Regions from separate parts of the Mus musculus genome. Here all the other regions are linked to region 3. The links are chromatin contacts, called in public Hi-C, HiCAR-type and promoter capture Hi-C maps. All regions are on one chromosome and are shown on one strand. Each heading gives the region's core, a stretch centred on a gene start, on an enhancer-like site or on the middle of the called end of the contact. The rest is flanking DNA. Distances are from core to core; before and after follow the strand shown. Region 1 holds the start of Nsfl1c (NSFL1 (p97) cofactor (p47)). Region 2 holds the start of Nxt1 (NTF2-related export protein 1). Region 3 holds the start of Zfp120 (zinc finger protein 120). Region 4 holds the start of Napb (N-ethylmaleimide sensitive fusion protein attachment protein beta). Region 5 holds the start of Fkbp1a (FK506 binding protein 1a). Region 6 holds the start of Cstl1 (cystatin-like 1).

Region 1 (4,059 bases), core at 612-3,111, 1.4 Mb before region 3:
GTTCCACCAAACCTATAAAACTGAAGGAGATAATCACTAAAGTTAACGCAGTCACCTTAGCTTTACACATGTGAAAGCCCTTCATATGAGTCCTTTGGTCATTTGTGACTGTCGCCAACTCAATGAGAAGGCATTGATTTATCACACATTCTCCACACAAAGAGAGAAGACAGAACAATGAAGTCCCACGGAGATGGAGGAGGCACCTCCTGTCTAAAAGGTAACCAACTGTCTAGGAGGAAATGAGCTGTCATGGGACAATCAGTCTGAAGGTATTCTTCATGTAGTATAACCAGCTTCTGGGAAGTCATGTGCCATCGTAGGAGTTGTACTAAACTGACATTTAGAGAACCTGCATTCAAGTCCTGGCACTGCTAGTCAAGTTACCACACAGGTAAGAGCCTCAGTTCGGATGATCTACTGGGATAGAAGCTTTTCTCTTATGTATTTCCACTCAGCACAGAGGCTTCACAGCGCCTTTAAGAGCATCTTTCTGTTTGTTATGTTTTTGAAAGAGGGACTATTTACTCCTGGAACTATGTAGATCAGGCTGGTCTCGAACTCAGAGATCTTCTGCCTCCAGAGTGCTGAAAGAGTTAAAGGAATAAAGATCCCTAATGTTTGGGAAGCTAAATATTACAGTCAGTAGACATGGTTACATCAGAAAGCTCACACAGTGAGCACATTCGGTGTCCCTTTGAGGGTCCAATTCCTTATCCATAAGATAGGGTTAGTCTTTACCTGTTTAATTAGTAGTTAGCTCTTCAGCAAGTTATTTATCCTCCAAGTCTCAGCTGCAATGTGAGACATGTAAATGAGACATTCTGTAATGCTGAACAGTGCCTGGCTTGTTGTAGGTACTCAAGAAATATTAGTCATCGTCATCTACCTAAGATGTAGGCTGGCCAAGGACATTTATGCAATCAATTCTTTCTAACATTAATTACTGTGTTTCTGAGCAATAAGAGATGGGTGTTGCTCTAGGGATCAGAAGTGTGCAACATTTTATGCCTGGTGGAGCTTTGCCTTCTAAATTAATTCCTTAGTGACTATTTACTACATGCCAGTGAACAAGACAGTAAGTCCTAAGAAATTCCCATTTTACAGTTAACTACGAAATGTGCAGAGACCCCAAACGTGCGCCACAATCCCACAGGTAGTTTCTCCCTGCAATTAGGCAAGAGTGGGGCGTGGGCTGATGCCTTGCAGGGTTTCCCCCACCAGCACAGCATCCTTGCAGAAGCGGAATCGGAAGGCCACCGCGACCTCGGTGGGGCTCCATCTGGAAGCAGGGCACTCGATTCCACCCGGCCACCCGCAGGCACTCGCCGTGGCAGCCACGCCCCCAGGCGACGACTCCACGCGGACTGCGGCAGCGCCCAAAGTCTCGCCAACACTGCGAGCCCGCAGGAAAACAGAGGCCCTGCAAAGCAGGGCCCGCCCGCCTCCATGAACTTCCAAGCCAGGCCGGTGACGCGTGGCAAGCGACCCCAGGCACCATGAGGCCTGGGCCAGGCAGGGCCCAGCCCCGCAGGGATGACTGTGCGCTTCGGCCGCGTAGGGATCGCAGAGCCGACGCCGCACTCCGTATTCCCCAGCCCGTCCGAAGCGGCCCGCCTCGCGGCGCTACCTGCAGGTCCCAGCCAGCCGACTCCAGGAAGAAACGGGCCCTGTCCTCCTCAGTGCCAGTCACCGCCACGAACTCCCTCAACGCGTCCTGCCGCTCCTCCGCCATCTTCGCCCCGTGCACTTCCCAAACCGCTCCGGCGGACACTGCAACAGCCCGAACCCCAGGTCTGCGTTCCGCCCGCCGTTCTACCGCGTCCAGCCGCTGGGCGCCTGCTCGTAGGCTCCGCCCAATGCGGTGCCACAGGAAAAGCCCTCCGTGTGGGAAACCTAGCCGCCTCGCGCCCTCTGGTGGCCCCTATGTGAGCCTCACCTTAATGGCTGAAGTAGAAGGTCGATGGAAGTGAGTAGGGAGGGGCTGGTTTTCCCACAGGATGAAGTAGTCCCGAAATCAGATCCTGGAAATTACTCATGGTCTCATCCCTTTATTTCGTTAATTATTTATTTGCACATTAATTTCCTTCTTGAAGCATTACGCTGTCTATGGCTTGATGCTCTTCCAAGGGCTGTGGAAATAACAGAGATAAAACAAAGTATCCTGTCTTCTTGTTGCTTATGTCCTTTGACCCTAACAGTTCTAACCGATGCTCACATCCCCATGGTTTCCTATCTTAAACTAGTATAAGTCTCAGCCTGCCACTTTCCACAGCATCTAGCAAATCACCATTGCATTGCCACTGGCAGGCTGGCCCAGGACAAGGAGACTCAGAGCAGAGGTAAGATGGACATGTGTCACCTACAGAGAAAGTTTAGAGCTCTCTCTCCAACAGTGCTGCCCCTCAAGTGAAAGTGGGGACAAGTGAAGCTGGGAGCCTCCTAAGTCCATCTATTTATCCCTCATTTTCAAGGTTAAACTGTTACCATCCTACAATCTGCTAAGTTGGTGACCAGCAATTATTCTACCAGAACTTATTGAGTGTTCAGTGAGGTTCCTGTCAGCTGATTATATGCTTTGTTTTTCTCCTCTTCTTCCTATGCCTGACTCAGAGCCACATTCACTGTGCATGAAGCCACTACTAATGAATGTGTGAATGAATGAATAAGTGAATGGATGAAATAACACATGGATCAGACAATGAGGATCTCACAGGGAGTGGTCTATGCAAGAGCCCCTTTCAGTCTTTTTGTTCCACAGAGTCATACTATGAGAATGAAGAGCAGGAAGTAGCTCTGCCAGGGGCATCTCCAACTTCTAAGCCAGCCTCGGGCATGGCTGCAAACGCGACAGCACTGGATTGGTGTGAATACCGTCCTTTGGTATAACTGCAGATCAGTCCCACTGTAACCAACTGAAAAGGCCCACAGAGGCCATTTGGAACCTAACACATTGCAGAGAAGCAGTAAGGAGAACCCTATCTGCTTTTGATGCTGGTCCGATTCATAGTCAGCCCTCTGCCCAGCCTGACAGCTATCAAGAAGACTATAGGAATAATTGTGGGTGCAGGGCATTAGGGTTCCCTTAGCCTGCTGAAGGTGCTGTGTTCACATTATTATCTATTTCATCATAAAATAAACCTCTGCTAGGTAGAGGTTAGTATTCCCATTTTACAGGTAAAGACAGAAACCAGAGGTTCAGTAGGACCACACCTAATGAAAAGTACAACCTGGGCCTTGCCGTCCCAGCTTCTCAGGTGCCTGAGACTGAAAGAGTGACCTTGCAGAGCATATTTAAAGTCAGTCTGGGAAACAAAACTAAACCTGGTGAGAAAGTGAATCCATGCTAAAAGGCAGAGGATGCAGCCCAGTGCCAGAGGCCTTGCCTGTCATGGGAGAGGCTATAGTTTCAATCCCAGTTTTAAACAAATGTCCTAGCCTGGAAGTTTGGAGAAAGACTGACCAAGCCTCTATCTTCGCTGTCTCTCTACATATACACAGCATCACCCACAGCTCCACCTGTGGTCAAGTTCTGGTTTCAATTTAAAGCTGACTTTCTTGTCATTCAGGTATGAAATGTACCCAGAACCTATAGCTTCCAGTTAGTCCATTCCACATGTTCTCCCAAATATCCAGGGCACTCCACACAATACTCATGGCTTCCAGACTAACACACACACACACACACACACACACACACACACACACACACTCCACCACTACCACCACCACCACCACCACCACCACCAGAACAACAACATTACTCCAGGATAACATACACATATATCACCATCATCACCATCACCATCATCATCATCATCACCACCACCTATGGCGTCCATGGCACTCTACTCCTCGAATAGCCCAGCTTAAGTGCACATTATGCTTTTCAGATTTCCAAACCCACACCATCCCTATTTCAGTACTCTCATTCCAGGTCAGTTTGCACTTACTGGCTATTTGCTACCTTGCTGGAAGGAGGTTCTGGGCATCACAGACAGACCGGGAGGGTTTGTTTTAAAAGTTTGCATATCTCTCTTCTGTGAAAGTACAGGCAAG
Region 2 (4,548 bases), core at 1,833-4,332, 1.5 Mb after region 3:
GCCTGAGCAGTCAAGATGAAGTTCTGGTTGAAGTCCCGCTGTTTGTTGCCTTCAAACTTCACTGTTCCACAGATGACCACAAGCACGGTGGTCTGGCTTGGTGTAGCGTCATCATGGACAGGCTGGCAGTCTACCACGCTGATTTGGAACTCACTGGAAGGCAACATCTCAAAAAACTCACTCAAGGATTCTTGTCCTGAAACAGCATTTCCATTCCATACTAAAGTGGCTGTGCCCATGTACAGGCGGGACAGCAGCCGACGCCGCTTATCCATAGTCGTGTAATAGACATTGACAAATTCCTCTGCAGCTCTGCAGGCCTGGTCCACATAGGTCTTGAAATCTACTGATGCCATCTCTGGTTCTGCTGACAAGAGGCCTCCGCCTGAGCGCCTCCTCCTTAGGGATCCAGGGACTGTAGGACAGCAAAGGTCAAGTGAACACAAGTGAATTTCAAAGTCTATTCTGCCGTGAGAAAAGTTTTCTTTCAAGTTTTAATTTTTAAAATAGTGTTTGTGTGCATGTGATTTGGTGCATGCCATGGCTCATTGTAGGTCAAAGGAGACCAGGCAAGAGTCCTCTCTGCCTGCCTACCATGTCTGCCTACCATCTCATGCCTCCGAGGAATCAAAAACTCAGGTCGTTAGGTTTGACAGAAAGCACCTTTACCCATTGACCCATCTAGCTCCCAACCCTATTTTTCTATAGGTAACAGAACATTTACATACTACAGGCAGATGACTTCAGGCTCAGACTCAAGCCTATTTATTTTAAAGGCAGGGTCATGATATATAGATCTGGAATCAAAGGCAGTCAGCTCAATGGCTACCTATTTCATCTTTCCAATCCTTAGTTTCCTCGAGAGAGAGAAAAAAGAAAAAAAAGGAACAGAAAATTAAACTAGACAGTGCACCACCACATCCAGCACTGAGTTAGGGACTTTAAGTCAGGAGTGGTGGAGCACACTGGAGAATCTGAGACAGGAATTGTAGACCAGTCTGGGCTAAATAGTAAGCTTGGTCAAAAAAAAAAGTCCAATATGTTCACCTTACAATGGGTTTTAAAATCCATTTATAATTATTAAAGTACATTTGATACCTGAAGTCTGCTTTCCTAAAAGCGTGGATAGGTGTGACTGCCCCTAGGCAACCAGGGTGTGGCTCATCTTAGTAAAACCTGTGTCTCCCGCTGTAGAAGTGAGTGGTTACTGACCCAACAAAGGAGAGCAGGTGCCTGTATGGGAAAAGACTACCATGAAATAATCCAACAAGGACCCAGAAGATGCAGGGAATGGCATATTTCTCAGGAGAGTGGAGGACAGTGGTTACAATGCCCATAACAAGTAAACCCAAGACTAACTAGAATTTATGTCTTCAGCATTAATGGCCACCATTTAAGACCAGCAGGGCCATGACACCATAGCAGAAAGGCTCTAGCATTCAAACAGTCTCAGGGAGATTCCGGAAGATCACAGTTCCTTAAAACATTAAAGTTCCATCACATAAGCAGCATGGCTTTTCTTTTTACAACAGGAATGGCTGCTAATTTTTTCTATGGTTAACTATTTCCACTTAAAAGAACCTAGTACTGATCAATATTACTGAAAATAGGACACAAGTAATTTATATTATTTGCCAATTTCCAGAAACAGGGTCTCTACAGAGTAAGCTTAAAACTTTAAGCTGTGAACACATGCTTTTTCATTTCAAGAGCCTTTATTATTTTATTGAGACACGTTCTCTCTATGTATTTCTGCCACTTCTATGTAGACCACACTGGCTTTGAACTCATGACATCCGCCTCTGCCTTTTGTGCTGGGAATAAAGGTGTGCACGACCATGCCTGGGCCAACATTTTTTTTTTTTTGGTTTTTCGAGACAGGGTTTCTCTGTGTAGCCCTGGCTGTCCCGGAACTCACTTTGTAGACCAGGCTGGCCTCGAACTCAGAAATCCGCCTGCCTCTGCCTCCCAAGTGCTGGGATTCAAGGCGTGCGCCACCATGCCCGGTTTCATTTTTTTAAGCTTATCAGTTTATGAACGATGGATTCCACACAGAGCAAGGAGGAAGCTGGCCCTATAGATGAATTCGGAGCCAGCTTGATACTGCTCTTGCCACTCTCTCACCAAGGTCCTCCGACTCAACAATCAATCTGAAGTGCTGTTTGCTTAGTAGTTTAGGTACATTCCCTCAATCATCATTGCACAAGTCACTGTAACAACTTTACAAAAAGAGTTACAAACTTACTTGCTTCATTCTACGGAAGCAAGGGAGTCAGAGCTATGCTTACTAAGTTCCAGGATTTTTTTGAAAGCAGTTCTATATGAAAACAGCTCTAGGGATGCTGGCTTAACAATGTTCTCCAAGGTAACCATATTTCTCTGTCCAACCACCTCATCCCCACTTCTTTAGGCCACAATGCTTCGCCCTAACATTGGTCACGCCCCCAAAGATGATCACCCCTATTTCTGGTCCTCAGCTACCCACAGAACCCGGTCATCTTTCTCTCTTAAGGAGAGAGCAGTACGACCGAAACATAGTAGAGTGAGAGTCAGAAAGATGCTCCACTCCCATGGTTCATACTGTAGTTTCCTGGAGTTGGACCTCAGAAACGGCAGCCGTGCCCCGGGCCTCATTTCCAGCTGGGAGTCGCTTCTTACATCCCCCGGCCCCAAACTGCTGCTCTCCTCCGGGTATGGCAAACTCACCGCCACGGTTCTGCACATAAAAAAGCCTGATGCCAGGTTGCAGAGACACCACGTGGAGGAAAGGACAACATCCATGTCTTATTGAGCCTAAGAAAAGGGAAGAGGTCCCTGGTGCCGCGGCGTTGCCAGACGGCCAGGCAGGAGCGCTCACTTACCTGCTCGATCTCGGTCAGCGCCGCCAAGGCGACTCGGTCCCGGGTTCCGCCCCGGTCGCGGTCCCGGGCCAGAAGAGTTTCTCTCCTGTTCTCCTCTTCCTCCCAGAGGCTCCGCCTGAGAAGCCGACGTCCAGGAGGCGAGGAACGGTTAAGCGCCGGTAGTGGCTTCCCGCGCGCCGCAAGCTGCAATGTGCGCAGGCGCTAGCATCCCGGTTCCCGTCGACTCCCGCCTCCCCGCGACGGGCAGCTACGCGAGCCAGTAGAAAACTTGGCTCCGCCCAGGTGTGGCGGCAAAGACAGTGTAGGTTCCGGGTTAGGCACTATCCTAGAAGATCCGGTTGAGGGAGCTCTGATTGGATGTTGTGGAGAGGGTGGAGTCAACGCGCTTAGCTGTGGAAGGCTTGGTTAATAAGAGATATCTGTCTTTGCTAGATCTGGCTCCCTTCTTCTGTGTGTGTTGGGATGATATCTTGTGGAGACTCGTGAAGCTTCAACGTGGAGCTTCACTGGTTGATGCTAACTAGGGAGACAACAGCATGGCTTCAATAAGGCTCTGGACTGAACCCAGCACATAGACACCCGTAGTGTAGGAACCCGGTGGAAGGCTAAATCTGAGAGTCTGTGGAAGTCCTTGTGGTCAAATATGGTCAAATATCTTAGCTGAGCGCACCCTTCCTAAGGTGAAGCTACTTAGAGTTGACAAGCAGATGAACTTATAAGAGAACAAATTTTAGTCTAGTGAGAACTGAGGTCGAAGAGGCGGGCAAGGGGACAATGGTAGTTGACTTTCTATGCAGTGCAAATTGAGTTTCCTGCTGGCTCCAGCTGCGGCGCAGTACCACCTCATTTAAGACACTGAATTTGTTTTAATCTGGAGCTGTCTAGATACCTAGCATAGAAATGGAGCCATTTCGCGTGGGAAATTGGGAAACTGCTTCGTGTATCAAAACCCAAAGAGCTAACTTTGCTGAGACCTGATTCTTTGCTTCATCTGCCCGGCTAGGAGAGCTGTTTGTAAGTGGCTTTGTTCAATTAAGTACTTTAATCTGTATTTTGTTACCAACCTCTCGGCTCCTTTTGCTCATGTTACTAAGGGAACATTTGTTTTTAGATTTAAGAAACGAGAATGGCTGTTCAATATAGGTCACTTCCCACTGGAGTTAAGTGAGTGAAAAGTTTTCATTATTGAAAGAATTAAGTTGGAGTCTGAGTTTCAAGGATGAATAAGTGCCTTTGGAGCAGTAGTTACACAAAAATATGTAGTAAACCTGGGGATAAAGTAGTGGTAGGTCCCAGGACTTTTCCTGAGGGAGAACTTGACCTTTATTCTTTCAGTAGCCCTTGAATTTGGGAGATTAGAGATGCCTCTGATTCTAAAGGACTGGCCACTGACACAGTTGAGCGTATTCGTCAAGGTTCTCTAGAGGATAGAATCTCTCTCTCTCTCTCTCTCTCTCTCTCTCTCTCTCTCTCCCTCTCCCCTTCCTCTCCTCCACCCCTCCCCCCTCTCCCTCTTTCTCTCCCCTTCCCCTCCCCTCTCTCTCTCTTTCTCTCCCCTCCCCCTCCCCCTCCTCCACCATTCCACCACCCCCATATTAGTCAGGGTTCTCCTTGCCTCAATCTCCTGGCATTAAAGGTGTGTACTACCTTGTTTAGCCTAAACTTTTCATGGCCACTATGCCCCAAA
Region 3 (4,394 bases), core at 1,108-3,607:
GAAAGGATTTGTTTTATTTAATATTTTTTGTGTATGGCAGTTTTGACTGCATGTACATCTATGTGTCCCATGCATGCCTGATGCTTTGTAGAGGCCAGAAAAGTGGGATTGATCACCATGGAACTGGAGTCACACATGGATGTGTGTCCTGTGGATACTGGGCCTCAAATCTGGGACCTCTAAAAGAGCAGCCTGTACTCTTAACCACCGAGACCCTTCTCCAGCCCCTTGACATCCTATTTGAATGTGCTGATAGCAACTATTTTTTTTAATCTTCCTTGAACCACTTAGAAAGAAGAATAATGACTTCTAGTACAAATTAACACACATATTCTAATAAAGTTGGAAAATGGGAACCTCTTTTCTTGGATGTAGCTCTTCCTTCCTGCTTGCTCCTTTTCATTAAAACACTCTTCATAAGACAAAACAAGAGAACAAGGTCTCTGCTGAGATTTTTTTTAAAGACTTCTTTTGTCAATACAACTAATATAAATCTCTTTACCTTAGTCTCAGGTAGACTCTTCAGACAAGGGCATAAAGCACCCATCTTCTTCACCAAAAACAGTCTCTAGGCCAGATACTGAAGTTCTTCTTCACTGAAACATCTTGGGCCAGGTCTGCACAGTACAAGTCACTCTCAGCAGCAGAGTCTTCCAAATACCTACTAGGATAGCCCAGTAAGCCTCAATAGAAACATTCCACTGCTTGCAACTACTCTGTGTCCCCCCAGCACACTCCTACCCAGCTACATAACAGAGTTAAGCAAGATTTCTGAATTCTTTTACATTGTTAAAAATAAATAAATAAAATGTACTTGCTGTCTCCTAAGCATCAAGGAGCTGGGGTTATGGGCTGGTGATTCATAGGATAATCAAAAGGGATCCTGGAATAAATAACCAAATTCATATATAATTAAAAAAAACAGGCTTTTGATCTGCATATGATGAGCTAGCAGGAAGATACTGCACTACTTTTTAAAATGTTTTTTTCAGTATTGAGAGCTGAGCTATCTGGATATCTCTGGAAAGCAAACACAGCTCTTCAGGATTTTTTTCTAACATTCTAATGTCTGAGGTTAGAAACCCAAAGAATTACTTAGAGAGGCGACACAGCTCTGTTAAAATATTTTCTAGCAGTTATCCAGAGAAGACTATGTGAAGAGTGAACACAGCAGATTTTTTTTTCCTTTCTGATTTTGAAAACCCAAGAATTACTTTTAGAATTTTTCTAACAGTATTTTTTGAATTGGTTGGAAAAGCCACGAATTTTTTAGATCAGTTTTTTCTGACTTTGGTCAGAAAACTGAGGAGCTATCCAGAGAGCGTTTAGAATTTTTACTAGCAGAGAGCTGTCTCAAGCAGAAAGCTAGCTGTCTCAACCTCAGAGGTTTTAGAATAGAAGGTAAAATCTGTCTAGAGCAGAGCAGAACACACAGACACAGAGAAAGCAGTCTGGGAAGCCATCTCATCTGGAATGCTATCTCAGCAGAACATAAGCCAGCAGCTTGGACCCATGATTTGAGTTCTAGTTGCTTGTTTCCCTGTTGCTCTCGAACACCCCTTCTCTTAGGAATCCAGACCTAGGTGAGGTTGGTCCTCTGCATTAGTGTTCTCTGTTCTTTCTATACATTGATACATTTTTGTATCTATACATTTTGATACATTTATTGGTTAGATCACAGATAATGATTAACAGGCAGCATTGGCTCCTTAGCCATCTACTTTTACAGCGTCATTTACTGGATGGTTAGCTAAGATTTTGTAATAGAAGATGGACATTCTAGAGGCATTTCTGTCCATCACTTTTATAATTTACAAAATGTTTCTGCATGACTTTGAGCTATATGCCATTAAAAATCTCTGCTTTTACCTTGTGATCAAGTTCAGAAGAGGATTTAACATAGCATGCATAGGGGTAGGCAAACCTATATGTGAACTTATCAACATTCCCTAAGTAAAGTCTCAATGATTCCAAAAGGAAGAAGCGGAAGTGCCTACTGAGTGTTGTGACTGGAGCTTTGGAAAGCTCCAAATTTGCAATGTGGCCCACAGTGGAGAGAGGCGGGTAACTCAGCAACAGCAAATTGGAGTTGTGGGTCTTCCCCTGACCAGGGTGGGGGAAAAAGACCAGCAAGCAATTGGAAGACAGACACAGGTGGTACTGAAATGCAAATTTCTACAGACCCGGAAAAGGACTGGCCTCTGCTGGCAACCTGTGCCTGGAATTATTCCTCTGTGTCCCTTCAACACACTCTAATCCTATGGGTGGTGTGTATGTCACTCCAGATTCACTAGCCAATCAGGACATCCAGCCGGATCTGCCACTCAAAAGTGAAGGCGGGCTCTTCCGGGTGCGATCTTGCAAGTTCCTCTTTTAAAGCTGGCAGTCGCGAATGTTTCTGCTTGATGTGTTCTGTGTACCGCTCCTGGGTGCGGGGACCTCAGGCAAGCCCAGAAGTTCCGACATGGTAAGTGCCAGGCGGTCTCCCACAAAGGGGAGGAGCAGGCGGCTGAGCCAAGGGGGCTGGAGTGCTGGGTCGTCCCAGGGCTCAGTAGTAAACAGCAGCCTGACAGAAGCTGAGACTTGTGAGCTTCCCTGTGGTCCTTTTCTCTCTCTCTGGACCTGGCGGTGGGCACTGAATCATCTCACTAGCGTGGCTGCATCTACACAAAACATTTGGGGAAAGGGCTTCTGTGTAGAAATACCCTTGGCAGGATGCCAAACTCGGAGAGCCCTAGTTTCTATAGTAAGTTTTGGCCTTAGCATTTAGGCATTTTACAGGTAGGTATAAGACCCATTTCGAGTTAATTTTGTGGAGCCTGTAAAAGGCATCTCGTGTGTCGGATAGCACTCAAATATTAAGCGGTGATGTAGAAGAGTAAAATTGATGTAAAGGATCTAGACTAATGCTTGTAGTGACGGCAAGTCGAATGTAGGTGAGAAAGGACTGCCCCTAAAACTCCACACAGGTATGTGCTATGCTAAAAAGGCCGAATGGAGAATAGGATGCTAGAATACATGTGGTAGTGTACCAGGATTGTCCAGACATTTGTCCACAAACCATAACATAGGAGACAACTCTGCTTTACAATCATGAATTAGGCCCATCCTGACTTCAAAGAGCAGGTCTCTAACAAGTGGCTCCAAGGGGTAAAATAGGGCCACAACCAATTTTAAGGCCTGGTGTGCCATAAAGGTCTGGTTTTCTTCTTGAGAAAAGCATCGTTTTGCCACATGGGCAAGACTACAGCTGGTGACAACCTTTTGAAAAGGAAAAACACTGTTTTGGTGAGGACTGGCCTGGTCAAGCAAGGCATAGAACAGCTCCTTCTAGGTCTCCAGAGCCAATGCCAGCCTGGGGCTCAGGCTTGGGAGCTTCCCCTAAGGCCCTGAAGTGCTGAGAATAAAATAGAGCTCCTTCTCTAAAGCAAGGACGGTGCTTGGGAGAGCGGGTGGAGGTCTGGGGCCAGGGCCTTCGGGGATGGCTTGCTTCAGACCCTGAGATCCCACCACATGCGGCTATGGTTGTCAGTCCCGAGTCCAGTGTGGGCTTGGTCAGGAACGTTTTTGAGAGGTTCTCTCTTCCTGTTTCTCCAGCTTTCTTTTATTAGCTCCTTCCTGTGGTTTTCTCACTGTATAGTAGTTTGTGCTGACTTCATAAAAGTCTCGTATCTTGTTCCATTTTCCCCCTGTAAGAAGTATACAGGATGCTGTTCTTCAGAAGCCTGTGTGGCATAAGACAGCCTATCCAAGACACCCCCATCACAGCTTTGATACTTTCTTCCGTTTATTTATTTATTTATTTATTTATTTTTCCAGGCAGGTTTTCTCTGTGTAGCCCTGGCTATCTTGGAACTCACTCTGTAGACCAGGCTGGCCTTGAACTCAGAAATCTGTCTACCTCTGCCTCTGCCTCCCAAGTACTGAGATTAAAGGCGTTTGCCACCACTGCTTTCTTCTACTTTTCCAACCTTCTCATCTTCTGGCACCTCAAACTCAGAACCCCATCACCAAAGAGTGGCCTGCTGTTTCAGTGCACTGGTATACTTAAAAATAATTCTGGTTATATCTTTGCTGTGTAAATCTCCCATCTGTGGGACTTTCGGTCTCCAGTTCATATTTAAATTGCTTAAAATATCACCTGGGGCCTGAACCTAAGAGAGACTTACATGAGACAGCATATGTGGAATGTAAAATCTGTTCTTGGCTGTCTCTTCTCTAAGCATTAGCCAGAGCTGAATGCATGCTGCAATGAAAGAGATTTTTCTTAATTAGTCTTGTAATCACTTACGGAGCGATTTCTCCTGGGGAAGGTGTAAAGATTCTAGGAGAGCTGCATCTTCTTCCCTTTACTAGAAGTGTTTCTATGACACGCTATGTTGACTCAGGCACCT
Region 4 (4,433 bases), core at 38-2,537, 1.4 Mb after region 3:
GATGCTTAGGAGTTGACTCAATCCACCAAATTCCCCAACTGACTCCTTTTCAAATGCCAATGTTGGTTCACTTTTTGCAATTTTTCTCTCTTCAATCCAACATCCACTGCCACCTCCAATTTCCTACCTCCGTCTACCCTCCTGCTCCAAACTTGCAAATCAGTTCTCCAAAGTGAAAAAAAAAACAACAACAAAAAAACAAGCTCATAGTAGTTGTAAAAAAAACTATGCACCAAGAGCCGATATTCCCCTCTATCTTGAGAGCATCCTGCTATGGTTGGATCATGCCACACTGTGACATCAGTTTTGGTAGCTTGTTTCCAGGAGTTTAAACGCTCTTGCTATGTTCTCTGAAAACAGGCTTCATTTTCTTAGACAAATTCTGCTTGCCAGTTCCTACAGCGTATTCATGAAGAGTTTTAAATCATCAGAAACTCTCATTTGGCAGTAATTCTATTTGCTGCACCACCTAAGAAGTAGCACTGCCAAGCATAAATGGTCTAGACATTGTATTAAAAAACACCTCCCTCTGGGACAGGCCTAGAAGTCACTGGCACAGGATTGCATCTATCTATGGATATTTAGTAGATTAGAAGTCTTCCTGGCAGACAGGAATTTTGTCAAGATCCACCCACTATAGCCAGCATTATGTAAAGCATAAGAGAGTTCACTGGCTTATAGCCATTTAATAGAATTCAGTCAATAACAAGAGTAGATTGTGCCTACAGGAAAGATATGCAATCCATTTTTAAACAAGAGGACCAAATGGAAAGTTGTAGTTTGGGGACGCTTAAAATCAACTCTGAATTTATATTGGGGATGATGATGCATTTTTAATGTCTTGCTGTCAGAAATTAAAAATAGCTCTTTAGGCCAGCTGTTGCTGCTTTTCTGGCAGAGTTGGGAGGTGGGGCACCACATGGTTGACTAAATTGAGCTGAACTGCTGCATTAGATTAAATTTTGCAGTATTGCTTGTAGAGTGTCTCTCTGTCTCCCTCTCTCTGTCTGTCTCTGTCTCTATCTCTGTCTCTCTCTCTCTTTCTTTCTCTCTCTCAACCTTGAAGTCTACCTCCAAGGGTCCAAGGCCCAAGACCCCTCCAGAAGGCCACGCCCCTTCCCCCTCCTCCAGGGAGTCCGGGAGAACGCCCGGCCCTGCCCAGCAGCCTGCTGGGAACTGTAGTTGTGGTCTCTGACAAACTGGCATTAAGGTGGAATGTAGGACTACAGATCCCGAAAGGCCACGCGTGCCGCGCCTGCGTGTCCGCACCTGCTGGAGGGAGGGCTAAGTCGTCCCGGGAGCCTAGCTAGTCAGCAGAGGAGGCTTTGGCTGCAGCGGGTGACATGGACAACGCAGGGAAGGAGCGAGAAGCGGTCCAGCTTATGGCGGAGGCCGAGAAGCGAGTGAAGGCTTCCCACTCTTTCCTCCGAGGGTTGTTCGGGTGAGCGCCAGAGGTCTTGCCCTTAGGGGTCTTGGTGCCCGATCCCCTGCCCAGCCGGCTGCCACCGCAGAGTACCCCGCGCAACTGCTTAGGGTTACGGGATTCCCAGTGGCCCACGCTCTGTTTTGGGTCCCGTAGCATCCAGGGCCTCATCGCATCCCTTGGGCCGTGTCTGGGGTGTCTCTCCAGTCAGCACACACTGCAAGCCCCAGAACCTTTTGGGGATCCTCAGGCCTTGGACACCCCTCACCCACACCCGGAGAACCTCTAGCTCACAATCCCCAGGCACCCTTAAACAACCCAGAACACCTACGCGTCCTCGGAGATCTCTGTGGTCCCCCAAGTCCCATGCGTCGCCAACGGTCCGGTGCTAGCTCCAGGGTCCGCGCCAAGCTGCCTCTTCAAGGATGCCACCCCTCCTGGTGGACCAGATTTATTCATTTCCCCTGGTTGGGCCCGTAAATCCCCCGGGGGAGCCAGGACTGTGAGGTTCTGGAATTCAACCTGGAGTTTGGCAGCAGCTGGTGGCTCGTGGGGAGCGCGAAGTCTGCGCCCCTGTATCCCGGGCACTTGCCCGCTGGCCTTGGCTCAAGGGCCTTGAAATCATATCCTCCTTGGTGTGTTTTTCATTTGCCAGAGTGACTTGTATCCGTAGTTCAGGCTTCCCGTTTGATGAACTGTATGTAACATTGCTCCTTTTTAAAGTCAGAGTATCCTTTGGGAATCCCGTGATTTTGTTAATTCTTACATATCTTGGTAGGGAAGGGTTTGGTTTACATTCTGAGCTTTCAAAAAGCAAAACCTGCCCTGAGAGCTTGTGGAAGAATTCTGGGCTGTTGATTATGCGAATGATTCAGCTGTTTATGACAGCGGTAGAAATTACGTGTGCCTCTTCTTTTTTTTCTCCCATTTGAAAGTGAAAGATCTGTACCAAGAACAGATTTTAATTATCGAGAGGGACTAGAGGTACATACTAAACTGCTGCATTGTGAGACGCAGTTTCTGTAAAAATTCAGTATAGACACTTAAGTGCTGAAAATGTACCCAGTGAACTTTGACTTTTATTTTTACTTCATTCATCTGACTACTAATTACATTAATTATTATATAATAGTTTAATTGAGCCCCATTATGTTTGCATCTCCAGGAAATGCTTAGAGTCACATTGATACAGTTTATGGTACCATGGTCTGCCAAGATAGAGAAGGAGACCATGCTTGGAGACCCCTAAGGGCATTTGTCTCTGCTAGTTCTTAAATTTCTCATGTAATATGAAGCTTGGAAGTGTAGGTGTAAGTTATAGATACTGCTTCCTCTTTCAAAGGGACAAGGAGCATTGCAAGTGCCAAAGACTAATTCTTGTCTGAGTCACAAAACACACACTGGATTGCATTCAGTCTGTGTGAAATTTAATGGCAGAGTAGCTCACCTTGGGAGATGATGTTAATACACATTCCACATCGGGATGTGCTTCCTTGAGCCAGTTATGGACATTTAATTTTGGTCAAGAGGAGCACTGTTTTGAGGAAACTATGTCAAATCTTGAGACACTCATCGGAAAGGATTTTGAGGAATCTTTATTTCTGAAGAAACATCTTTTGGGCCGTTGCTGCCCTGTCAGTGGCAGGCCAGGTAGGAAGACTTTCATTTCCCATCCACGCTCAGTTTGTGTGGAGTCACTTAGAAACAGCAGTCCAGGTTGTTACCGTGGGGTTTGGAAAAGGTTAGCTTTGCTTCTTTGGGCCTCAGTTTCTTCTGCTATAATCCAGTGTGTCTTGTGATTAATAATCAATGAGTTTATAAAATACTTAGACCTGTGGAGGTTGGAAATGGCTGTGGCATGATTATCCACATACTTATCAGAGCTGGCAGTCCCTCTTATCAAAGAAGCAGAAGGGCAGATGGATTGAGTTTTATGGGATTTCAGAGCCAAAAGTGTGGTCACTAGCTTAAATGAATAAATACCTTAAGAGTCTTAGCCAGGTTAAGTGTCCTTTGCACTCAGGACTGGGAGGTTTCTAGTCATATTTGGTTCTGAAAGCTTAGGAGAAGAATATGTAGAACTTCATATGATCCATTATAAGTATATAAGTATTTGAAACCCCAAACTAGACCTATTTCTCTTTTAGTTACAATGGTCCTGTGGGTGTGCTATTGCAAGCATCTGTCATCACCTTACACGTTGCCCTGCCCCACCCCTCTTTGGTTCTATCCCTCATTTACGGTAGTGTTATCCATCCCCATGTGAGACTCTCAAGTTAACAGGGAATTAATCATGGCAAGTATCATCGGCGCTCCTGCTTAAGAGATGGACAGGTGATGATTTAAGGATGTGTCAGACATTTAAAAAGGCATTTGGCTTAATGCAGATGTTTCACGTCACTGACTGTTAATCTCCTAACTGCAGATTAAAGCGGAGCTTGACTCCATCTCCTGTATCCCAAACACCGCTTTTGTGATATACTTTGTTCTCAGTATTGTTACATAACTCTGCCTTTCTGTTGTTGCTTTAGATGGAAATATGCGAGGAAATCCATGAGAGTGAGTCTATTGGAAGCTTCTTCAGCTTGGTAGCTGGAGGTTGAGGGAGGGAGGCGTGCATGAGTACAGTTATCCCCCCAGCGAAGCTGCTACAGCTTCCCTACAAGAAAACCATTTGAAAGGATGCAGACAAGCCTGCAACCAATGTTACTTCTGTTTGGTTTTCTGTCTTATTCCCGGTTAAAGAGTAACTGTTTTTGTCTGGGTTTTTTTTGTTTTTTGTTTTTTTTTTTTTTTTTTTTTGGTTTTGGTTTGTTTGTTTTCTTTGTAGCTGTGCCGTCAAATTAATTCTCACTTTTTCTGAAGAGCACAACAGTGTGTAAGACCACCACTGAAAAAGTCAAAGTTTCACTTAGTGCATTGCCAGAGTGGAGCTGTGGACATTTGTAGTTAATCAAAGTTTAATTTAGCATCTCCGAGAACGGCTAGAAGGATCTTTAGCTGCCCAGAC
Region 5 (4,028 bases), core at 1,443-3,942, 1.4 Mb before region 3:
CCTCCCTTCCTGGGACTCCACTGGCTCCCCATCTTTGAAGACCCTCTTCCTCTAGTCTCTGGCACAATGTTCTCCTCTCATCACAATCGCTCTGAGATAAGTCTATTCCCAGCAACTCAAAAGCCTTAATGCTGCGGACATGATCTCATAGCTAATCTACCCCCTTCTCTCACGCCCCCACAGGTCTCAAACAGGTTCTTCCTGGGAGGCTGGTGGCAAAGACTGGGGAACAAAGCCACCCGCCCTCACAACAGCCTATTCTGTGATCGTGAGGCACAGCTGGCTTCTCACTAAGGCGTCTTTGTGGAGTTTATCAAAATGAAATAAAAAAGAAAGCTTTTGTTCTACTGTGTGCCAGGGTCCTGCTGTCATTCTGGGAACGTGTGGGTGGGCACTGCCTGCATGGAGAACAGACTTGAAGAGGCATTAGGAGTTCTGGGTCCCATAGTCATCTGGTTTGGGAGGGGGGGTGATTTTTTTATTTTTTATTTTTTTAAGGAAAAGGCTCCAGACACTTTATAGGAACAGTTCACCACGAAGCATAGTAAACTGTTTCTGCCTACACGCCGGTACCTGGCTTTCAGCAGCAGTGAAGCATAGGCAGGCAAGGATGATGGGCAGCCTGGGACGTACACAGATATAACCAGGCACTGTGGTAGGGCTGCCACAAACCAAGCTAAAGAGGGCTGTAGGAAGGCAGGGAACTGCCCACGTGCCCACATTCTCAACCTGTGGGTTGCAACTCCATCGGGGGTCCAAAGACCCTTTCACAAGGGTTGCCTAAGACCACTGAAAACAGATATTTACACTATGATCCATAACAATAGCAAAATTAGTTAGTTATGAACCAGCAACGAAAATAATCTCACAGTGGGGGGGGGGTCACAAATGAGGAACTCTATTAAAACTGCCTTAAACACATGTTTGTTTTTTAAAAAGCAACAGCATCCTTTTTCAACTTGCTTTCAGAGGTGACTAAACGGATGACTGTTCCTCTATTAGCCCTCCCAAACTAAGGTGCTGATTGGTCTTACCACAACAGCTACTGCGATTTGGTCCATGAGAAGAGTCTGTTCTTGCCAAGATGTATTTCAATATTCCTTCCATTGGCAGCTTTTTAAAGGTCCTAGTCCTTAACTTCTGCCATCTCCTGCCCGCTTCTCTACTCAAGAAGTCATAGAAGTAAGGGGGCACAGAGAGGAGGATGTGAGCGGGCTGTCTTGTCTTCCCTTCCCTGTAAGTCATTTCCCTCAAGATCGGGATCCTCCCCTGATTAGGGAGAGAAAGGCAACTTGAGCCAGAACAGCTTGGCCAGATCAGGCAGGAAAAAAAAAAAAAGGTGGGGGTGGTGACAGTGGAGGGGAGCAGGGAGAAGCAGACGAAACAGAGGAAGGATGGGGAGGGGGACAAAGGAAAGGGTGGGAAAGGGAAGGAGGGGGAGGGAAGCCGATTCATATCAGCTGTGGCTACACCACTCTGCCTAGCTATGAAGGCACAGTCAGCTCCCCCTCCCCCTCCCCAACCCAGGAAGACCTTGTAAGGGCATGGAGTAAAAAATGGTCCCAGGGCCAGCAGTCTTGATGCTTCAATTCTGGCTGAGTATGCGCGTCTTTAAAATCTCCTTTGACTTAGTTACTGTGCACTGCATTCACGACCCCCCAGTTTCCTTTATCTTTAAAAATGGGGGTGAGAAAGTCTCTACTCCCAGAAAGGGGAAAGGAAAATGTTATGGTATACATCCTTTGGTCTGGAAATCACTGCCATGGAGGCTGAGATTTGCAAGTGGGTCAAAGAGAAATAGACATTGCATTATCTATTTCTGAGAGGGCACGTGAAGCCACAATAATGACTTCGCAAGTGGGTCGTTTCCCACCCGCCCCAGAAAGGTGAATTCAAGGGTTTCCCTGGGAAAGGGTGGCTGGGCAGACTAGGAATTTTCTCCCCTTCTATCTACTGAAGGAAGAATCCCGACGCACGAAGAAGGCATCAAGCCATCGGGGTTCAGAAACGGTTCAAATCTTCCCGAAGGGTCCCTGGCCGGGAGCGTGTGACCTCCGCCAGGCGATGAGTTCGCCCCAGCCTCAGTTTCTACGGTTGGACAGTAGGCTCCCTGCGGCATCCGGGGCCGCACACCGTTCAGGGCGGACGAGACTGCGCCAACCCCATGTCCCGTTCGGCGCGGCGGGCCCAGCCTGTCCCTCGGGGCATGGCCACCGCCCAGGCCTCGGCCGCCGGCCACGCGGCCACCACGCCCCGACTCCCCAGCCGCCGCCCCTCCCGCCCGGCCCCACCCGGCCGGTCCGACTCACCCGTGTAGTGCACCACGCAGGTCTGGCCGCGCTTTGGGAAGGTGCGCCCTGAGGAGAGACAAGACTGCAGGTGAGTGGCTGCGAGCGGCGGCCGGGAAACGGGCGGCGGGTGTCTACTCACCGTCTCCAGGAGAGATGGTCTCCACCTGCACTCCCATGGCGGCGGCGGCGGCGGCGGCGTTGGCGGAGGAGGAGGAAAAGGACGCGGGTGGCGGCGCGACGGGCGGCGTGGAGCCGGAGCGGACCTGGCGGCGGTTCAGAGGTTCGGCTTCGTCCCTCTCGTGGCTCCTGCGCACGCGCACCGCACCGCACGGCACGCCCCGCCCTATTTGCGCGAGGCGCTCACATCCCTGAAGCGGGGCAGCTAGGCGGAGGGACCGGAAGTCCGGAGGCCACAGACCCCCGGATGCAGCTGCGGCGGAAGGCGCGTCCTGTTGGCTACTCCCGGTTTTCCTCTGCGTTTCTCCGCCTCGGAGACGCCGCAGTAATAACGGGCCCACCAGCTACTGACGAGCTCACTCAGAGATGCTTTACTTGCGCACACCTAACTAATTGCCCTGTAAGGACGATAGCTGTGAGTAGGCCTTGTACCTGTGGAACCAAGGAAACGTCTGTAAGTGGCCCTAGGTTCCGAGCTCCTTCTTGGAAGAGTCAGTATTAACACTAGCCTGCGTGAAAGCCCACTCTTCCACGAATACGTATATATTAAATATATGGAAATAGAGAGGGGAGTGGTGGCGCACGACTTTAATCCCAGCCCTGGTGTAGTCTACAGAGCGAGTTCCAGAGCAGCAAGGGAAGATAACCCCTGTCTCAAACAAACAAAAAGAAAAAAGTCATATATGTATGTATGGGGCTCTTGTGAGTTTTGCTTGAATACCTTCAGTACTTTAAAGAATAAAAACTTAATGGGCTGGAAAGATGGCTCGGGTGTTAAAAGCACTGGCTGCTCTTCCTGAGTTCAATTCCCACACCCACACGGCAGTTCACAACTATCTGTTACCTCCAGTTCCAGGGAATCATATACTCGGTGTACAGATGGATACATAGACAGAACACTCATTCACATAAAATAAAACTGCCAGGGTTGCTGGTGCAGACCTGTAACCCCAGTGCTGAGGATAGGAACACAGTCAGTCTAGCCTATTCAGTGAGCTCCAGGCCAGTGAGAAACCTTGTATTAAAAGAGGTAGACAGAGACCATAGAGACCACGTTCCCAAAGACCACGTGTCCAGCTGAACCAATCTGCCTCCATCTTAGGCTGAATTCAGAAATTCAGAAGCTGGATCCTGCCCTCTGGCCCTCTGGGACTGAGGAATTGTACCTTAGGGGTGCACACCTTGGAGAAAGCACACACCTCCAGTTTGTTGGACAGCAGGATCAAAAACCAACCCACCAACACCTTAAAAACATATGTATTTATTTTATGGAGGCATCCTCTGGTAAGTCATAGAAACTTTTAATGTTTTTTTTTTTGGTGACATCTGGTTTCTGGTTCTGTCAGATCCCAATCTAGGGACTATAAACTGCTCCAGAGGCGATCTACACCACAACAGCTCCACAAACAAAACCAAAAAGTCCTGGACTTGCTGAAAGTTGATATAAATCAGTCTAGTCGATGTGATACTTCCTGTCTCTTCATCTGGGTCAGCAAACCAGCTTCGGATGAATACCTCACTACCCTAGCCCACCCTGGCCTTTGGGTAATACCCCAGCCT
Region 6 (4,608 bases), core at 1,370-3,869, 1.4 Mb after region 3:
GTCTGGCACCTCAAAAGAAATGTGTAGATTCGAGAGAACTACATATAGTGGAGAGAAGCTCTTGGGAGTCTCCTGCTTCTTGTGCCCAAATGCCAGTGGTCCAACCTAATGAGATAGTAAGTCTGTCTAGGGGAGATGCAGGCAGAAAATTCACCTTGATCCTGGTTGAATGATCCCCATAGAAAAACCTAAGGCCAGGTCCCAAGGCAATTGCTCATGGCTGCACTGCTAACGCAATCTCAGTCCTAGCCTGGAATGCCCTAGAATGCACGTGCTCCTCTGCTGTCATCAAGGTGGCCATTCTACATATGCACGGGGATGTTGTAGAACTGTGCCAACCACTGTCACACTGCCTAGCCATCGGCAGGTTGTATGTAGAGGAAACCTAAAACATGCATGCACATGAAACTTCTTACTCACTATTAGTCTCCATTGTTCACTTAGAATACAGCCATATCAGTAAATATTTGACAAGTGCCACTAGGTGGCAGCATTGTGCTAAATTGTTGCTGTTCTGACTCATTTTGCCTCTGAAGAAGCGGCAGGAAAGATTCTAGATGATGCGTAATCATGATTCCACAGCTGGGAACAGCTGAAAGGTGAAACCAGGCCCACCACTTACCACGCTTGTCTACTACCCCCTCTTTGCAGGATTGAGACGTTCAAAGTCACATCTAGATATTGAGATGTCCAGAAACCTGTGTCCATGATCCTCCCTTTCCAAGTGACAGGTCCAAATTGTCCGCTTATCACTTTAAATAACTTCAAGTTTGCATATAAACATTTAAAAAATATTTTCGACTAGTTAACTGTTAATGGTAGAAGGTTGATTTCACAGGTTATATTAGTATCTCAATTATAGTTTAAGGAAACCGATCAAAGTGAAGACGAAGCAGCGCCACCTTGTGGTTATAGTGCATAATACCAAGGAATCCCCAGGAATGTCTGTGTTGGGATTAAGGAACTTTAGCTATCAAACTTACATTGCCCACCCGGCCCCATGTCTTCCCCTTCTTGCTGTTAACTCCTGTTCCATCTGCTTTCCATTCTCTCTGACTAGTAATCTTCTCTCATAGTGAACGATTTCTTCTCAAAACTGCATAGCTAGGAAGCAGAATTGTTTCTGACTGGTTTGATCTGACCTTGAGGAAACATTGGCTCAATAGTTTTCAAGCAAATGCTTTCCTCTACCGCCTTTCGACTGATAAGATTCACAACAAAGTTGTGTGTAAAACAAAAGAGAAGGCACAATGACACGCACATGTGATCCTAGCACTCACATGGAAGGAGGGAGGACTGTGCCTAAAAACAGGTAGAATTAATCTGGCTGCATTCCCTGACCCCATTGCTCTCACCAAAGACTTGTTGCTCTAAATGTCTCAAACACAAAATTCAATCCTGATTTACAGTCCTGGACACTGAAGAAATAAAAATGCTGTTGGAAGTAAAGGAATCTACAGAGCCTGCTTATGGTTTTTCCAGATAATATCATTAAAAAAAAAAAAAAAAAAAAAAAAAGACATCCCCATGCTGCCCTCTGGTAGGCAGAACAAAATGCAATTTCTCCCATAGAACAATGCAGAGTAGCTACAGGTCAGCTTTTGGCCAAGGAAAAGGTAGTAAGGATTAGTTTCCAGCCTGAGGCCAGACTAGGTCACGACCTGGCTGTGATGACCAAATGAGCTGCTTAACTCAGAGATATCGTGTGCACCCATTGCACATGAAGCTACCTGAGGAGTTTCCAGGACTTGGTTATAGAAAATCCCCATATGTCTCAAGAAGCAGGATGGGGCTTGTGTTGATGTCCGGGCAACAAAGCACAAACCTGCATCTGACCTTGAATTAGCTTCTGAACTTGATACAAGTAGGTGTCGTTGCTTGCGTTGTTGTAAGAGCGGATGAAAAAATGGAGTGTCGAGTTGATGTTTTTCTTGCTCATGGCCTTCTCCTTGAAACCCCCCCACCTCTGGATGTGATTCACCTTAGCCATTACGACCACAGTCACCAGCAACAGCAGCAAGGGGATCCTCAAACCTCTGGCCTTCATCTCCATGGCTTCGGAAGGCACTTAGCTGCAGTGCTGCCAGCTTTCGAGTGCAGCAACAGTTCTCTCCGCCTTCCACAGCAGTCTTGCCGGCATTGGCTTCCTGGGAGACAGCTTCACGGACCCTAAAGCAGAGATCAAGACACTGAGTTCACTCTTCCAAAGTGCTAAGGACACTATCCATGGAAAACTTCCCAAGGGCCAGAGCAGTGCTCCTGCCACTAGCAATGGCCATTCTGTTCTTTAGCAATCCAGGTTAAGAGGTTGTCTCTGCACACATACCAAGCCATGAGAGCGTTCCCTAGCCTTGCCTGTACATGTAGTGTGATCCCAAGAACAGACTTCAGAGCCACACAATAAAGACATGCTATAGCAGAGGGCACTGTGTATGGAAATAGATGAAAGTTTATGGAATAAGTTGTATTTGAACTGAGACAAAGGAATTGACCACATGGAACCTGGCGTAGTATATTCCACCCACCTTATCAAGTCACCAGCAACCCCTGTGCTTCCTCAGTCAGGTCCCCTTACTCACCTGCCTCCTACCTGCCACAGATTTCTCTCTGCTGTTTCCCACTGTGCTGGCAGGTTCCCAGGCTATCCCTTGTAATCCTGTTATGACCCAGCAGAGCTTTGTGAGGTAACCCCAAGCTCCCCATGTGAAGTCAGCCAGGAGTCTTACTCAGAAATTATCGCTGCAGGGTGCAACCTGTATGTTAAGAGCTCATTACAGTACCCTAATGTTTTGCCCCCAGCAAAAGAACAATAGTAAGAGAATCAACAAAGCCTTGGACTAGAGAGATGTTTTCTTCAGTGTCAGCATAAGGATCCTAGCTTAGATCCTCAGCACTCACAGAAAAGTCAGATTGGGCTGTGAACACTAATAGCCATAGTGTTGGAAAGCAAATATGGGTGGGTCCCAGGGCCTCACCTGTCAATCAGTGTGGACAAAATGCTAAGTCTAGGTTCATTGAGAGACCTAGCCTCAAAAATAAGACAGAGAGTAATGCTGTAAGACATTCCAATAGCAACCTCTGGCCTTCATACACATCTACCTGCACCAACATACACACACACACACACACACACACACACGCACGCACACACACGCACGCACATATACCACAATCTGAATGTACTGTAGTGACTGTATTGTGAAATGCTAACTTCTTAGTTTTATAGTTGTACTGGGATTATGTCAATGTTTCAGGAGGTTAAAGACCTAGGCGAGGTTCTGTGGGCTTTTGTTTGTTCGGGATCTTTTCAGTCTATTTGTAAGTTTCATATTATTTCAAAATTAAAGTTTAAACGTTAAAAACTAAAACTAGTCATTGAGAAGCAGAGTGATATGGCAGGCAACACACATGTCTCATGCTCCAGCTGTACTCTGGAGATTCTGGGCTACTTAATCTCCCTGAGCCTAGATTTTTTCATCTCTGTTTTTGAAACAGAGTCCCATTATAGAGTTCTGGCAGGCCTGGAACTCACAGAGATCTGCCTACTGAGTACTGGGATTAAAGGTGTGTGCCACCACACCTAGCATTTGTCCTTGTGTCCAGCACTGGAGATTTCTCAAAATCATCTGTGTGATTCTTCCTGAATCTGATTCATATGCTGGATCCATTGTCTGATGAGCTCCTAGTCCTAGTCTAAGCTTCATTGTGTCCCTCCAGTAATAATAGTTTATAGTACTATTAGGGTACCACAGCGTCCATATTGTGCTCCATAGAGTCCTAGAATCTGTCGAGCTCCAGACATGGAAGCTTTAGAACACTCTAGGTTGGATGAGCCGAACTCACTACAAAATAGATGTCTCACCTATACCTTTCTCCTCTGTATTAGAAATGACTTGTTAAGTAAGCTCTGCTACTTGGGTGGAGGAAGAACTCTGCTTATTGACAATCAACACACTATTAATTAAGCTAAATATAGCCAACAAAATTGGATTGTTATGTGCCAGCAGAAGGACAGAGGTGTACGAAACATTCTGTTTAACTGAACTTGGGGTTCAGTTCTTTCTTTCTTTCTGCTATGTATTTTAAATTTTTATTTTATATTTATGAATGTTCCGCCTGAATGTACATGTGTGTTCCACTTGTGTGCTTGATGTCTGACAAAGTCAGAAGGGAGCGTCAGAGTCCCATGAGCTGGAGTTACAGATGGTTGTGGACCACCAATGTGGGTGCTGGGAATCAGGTACAGGGCTTCTCTGCAAGAGCAACAGTACTCTTAACTAATGAGCCATCTCTCCAGCCCTGGGGCTGAGCTTTTCAAACAGTCCTCTGCTGAGCCTGAGTGTAAGTCATAACTGCACAATAGAACTGCTTCCTGCCTCATGTCAGTGTGGGCATCTTGTTTCCTGAATTAGTTCCCCCCAAACAATACCAGAAAGACTGATGATTTGGAGGAGAAAATAAATATTTATTTAATCTATGGGATAAAGGAGAAATAACTGGCCTATTTGTATCAATGGGATATAGAATAAATGGGCAGTTTTTTTTAATGTTCAAGAACTAAGTGGGGTCCATTGTCTGGTGAGCCTTAAGCCTTAGTCCAAGCTCTTT

Evidence for each region. Promoter capture Hi-C pulls out the DNA fragments that hold promoters and counts their contacts. Hi-C and Micro-C count contacts between places; a contact is called where the count stands out from the background. HiCAR-type assays count read pairs that join an accessible place to other places. Capture Hi-C pulls out chosen DNA fragments and counts their contacts.
Region 1: a contact with region 3 is called in a promoter capture Hi-C map of adipose tissue, with 3 times the contacts expected there. The contact joins the promoter of Nsfl1c here to the promoter of Zfp120 in region 3. A contact is called at or near these places in 1 of 39 promoter capture datasets (cranial neural crest), 1 of 484 Hi-C or Micro-C datasets (B cells) and 2 of 9 other capture datasets (adipose tissue and liver).
Region 2: a Hi-C map of CD8 T cells shows a contact between it and region 3, with 9 times the contacts expected there. The contact joins the promoter of Nxt1 here to the promoter of Zfp120 in region 3. A contact is called at or near these places in 1 of 39 promoter capture datasets (pre-B cells), 5 of 484 Hi-C or Micro-C datasets (CD4 T cells, CD8 T cells, forebrain and 1 more), 3 of 115 datasets of contacts at active chromatin or transcription factors (astrocytes, embryonic stem cells and large pre-B cells) and 1 of 9 other capture datasets (liver).
Region 4: a HiCAR-type map of astrocytes shows a contact between it and region 3, with 4 times the contacts expected there. The contact joins the promoter of Napb here to the promoter of Zfp120 in region 3. A contact is called at or near these places in 1 of 39 promoter capture datasets (liver) and 3 of 115 datasets of contacts at active chromatin or transcription factors (astrocytes, embryonic stem cells and neural tube).
Region 5: a Hi-C map of B cells shows a contact between it and region 3, with 6 read pairs. The contact joins the promoter of Fkbp1a here to the promoter of Zfp120 in region 3. A contact is called at or near these places in 1 of 39 promoter capture datasets (pre-B cells), 1 of 484 Hi-C or Micro-C datasets (B cells) and 2 of 9 other capture datasets (adipose tissue and liver).
Region 6: a promoter capture Hi-C map of embryonic stem cells shows a contact between it and region 3, with 3 times the contacts expected there. The contact joins the promoter of Cstl1 here to the promoter of Zfp120 in region 3. A contact is called at or near these places in 1 of 39 promoter capture datasets (embryonic stem cells) and 2 of 115 datasets of contacts at active chromatin or transcription factors (astrocytes and large pre-B cells).

What each region holds. Positions count from the first base shown.
Region 1 is chr2:151,491,984-151,496,042 of GRCm38.p6, reverse strand. It overlaps Nsfl1c (NSFL1 (p97) cofactor (p47)), which reads right to left and starts at 1,861. Exons shown (of 10, transcript NM_198326.3): 1 at 1,631-1,861. The coding sequence starts at 1,735.
Region 2 is chr2:148,671,149-148,675,696 of GRCm38.p6, reverse strand. It overlaps Nxt1 (NTF2-related export protein 1), which reads right to left and starts at 3,082. Exons shown (of 2, transcript NM_019761.6): 1 at 2,862-3,082; 2 at 1-415. The coding sequence starts at 356.
Region 3 is chr2:150,134,641-150,139,034 of GRCm38.p6, reverse strand. Zfp120 (zinc finger protein 120) reads left to right here and starts at 2,357. Exons shown (of 4, transcript NM_181266.2): 1 at 2,357-2,467. The coding sequence starts at 2,393.
Region 4 is chr2:148,729,274-148,733,706 of GRCm38.p6, reverse strand. Napb (N-ethylmaleimide sensitive fusion protein attachment protein beta) reads left to right here and starts at 1,287. Exons shown (of 11, transcript NM_019632.3): 1 at 1,287-1,441. The coding sequence starts at 1,344.
Region 5 is chr2:151,541,147-151,545,174 of GRCm38.p6, reverse strand. Fkbp1a (FK506 binding protein 1a) reads right to left here and starts at 2,692. Exons shown (of 5, transcript NM_008019.3): 1 at 2,431-2,692; 2 at 2,310-2,357. The coding sequence starts at 2,467. Gm14167 (predicted gene 14167) reads left to right here and starts at 2,704. Exons shown (of 3, transcript NR_166213.1): 1 at 2,704-2,922; 2 at 3,571-3,752.
Region 6 is chr2:148,748,372-148,752,979 of GRCm38.p6, reverse strand. It overlaps Cstl1 (cystatin-like 1), which reads right to left and starts at 2,619. Exons shown (of 4, transcript NM_177655.4): 1 at 2,580-2,619; 2 at 1,826-2,169. The coding sequence starts at 2,053.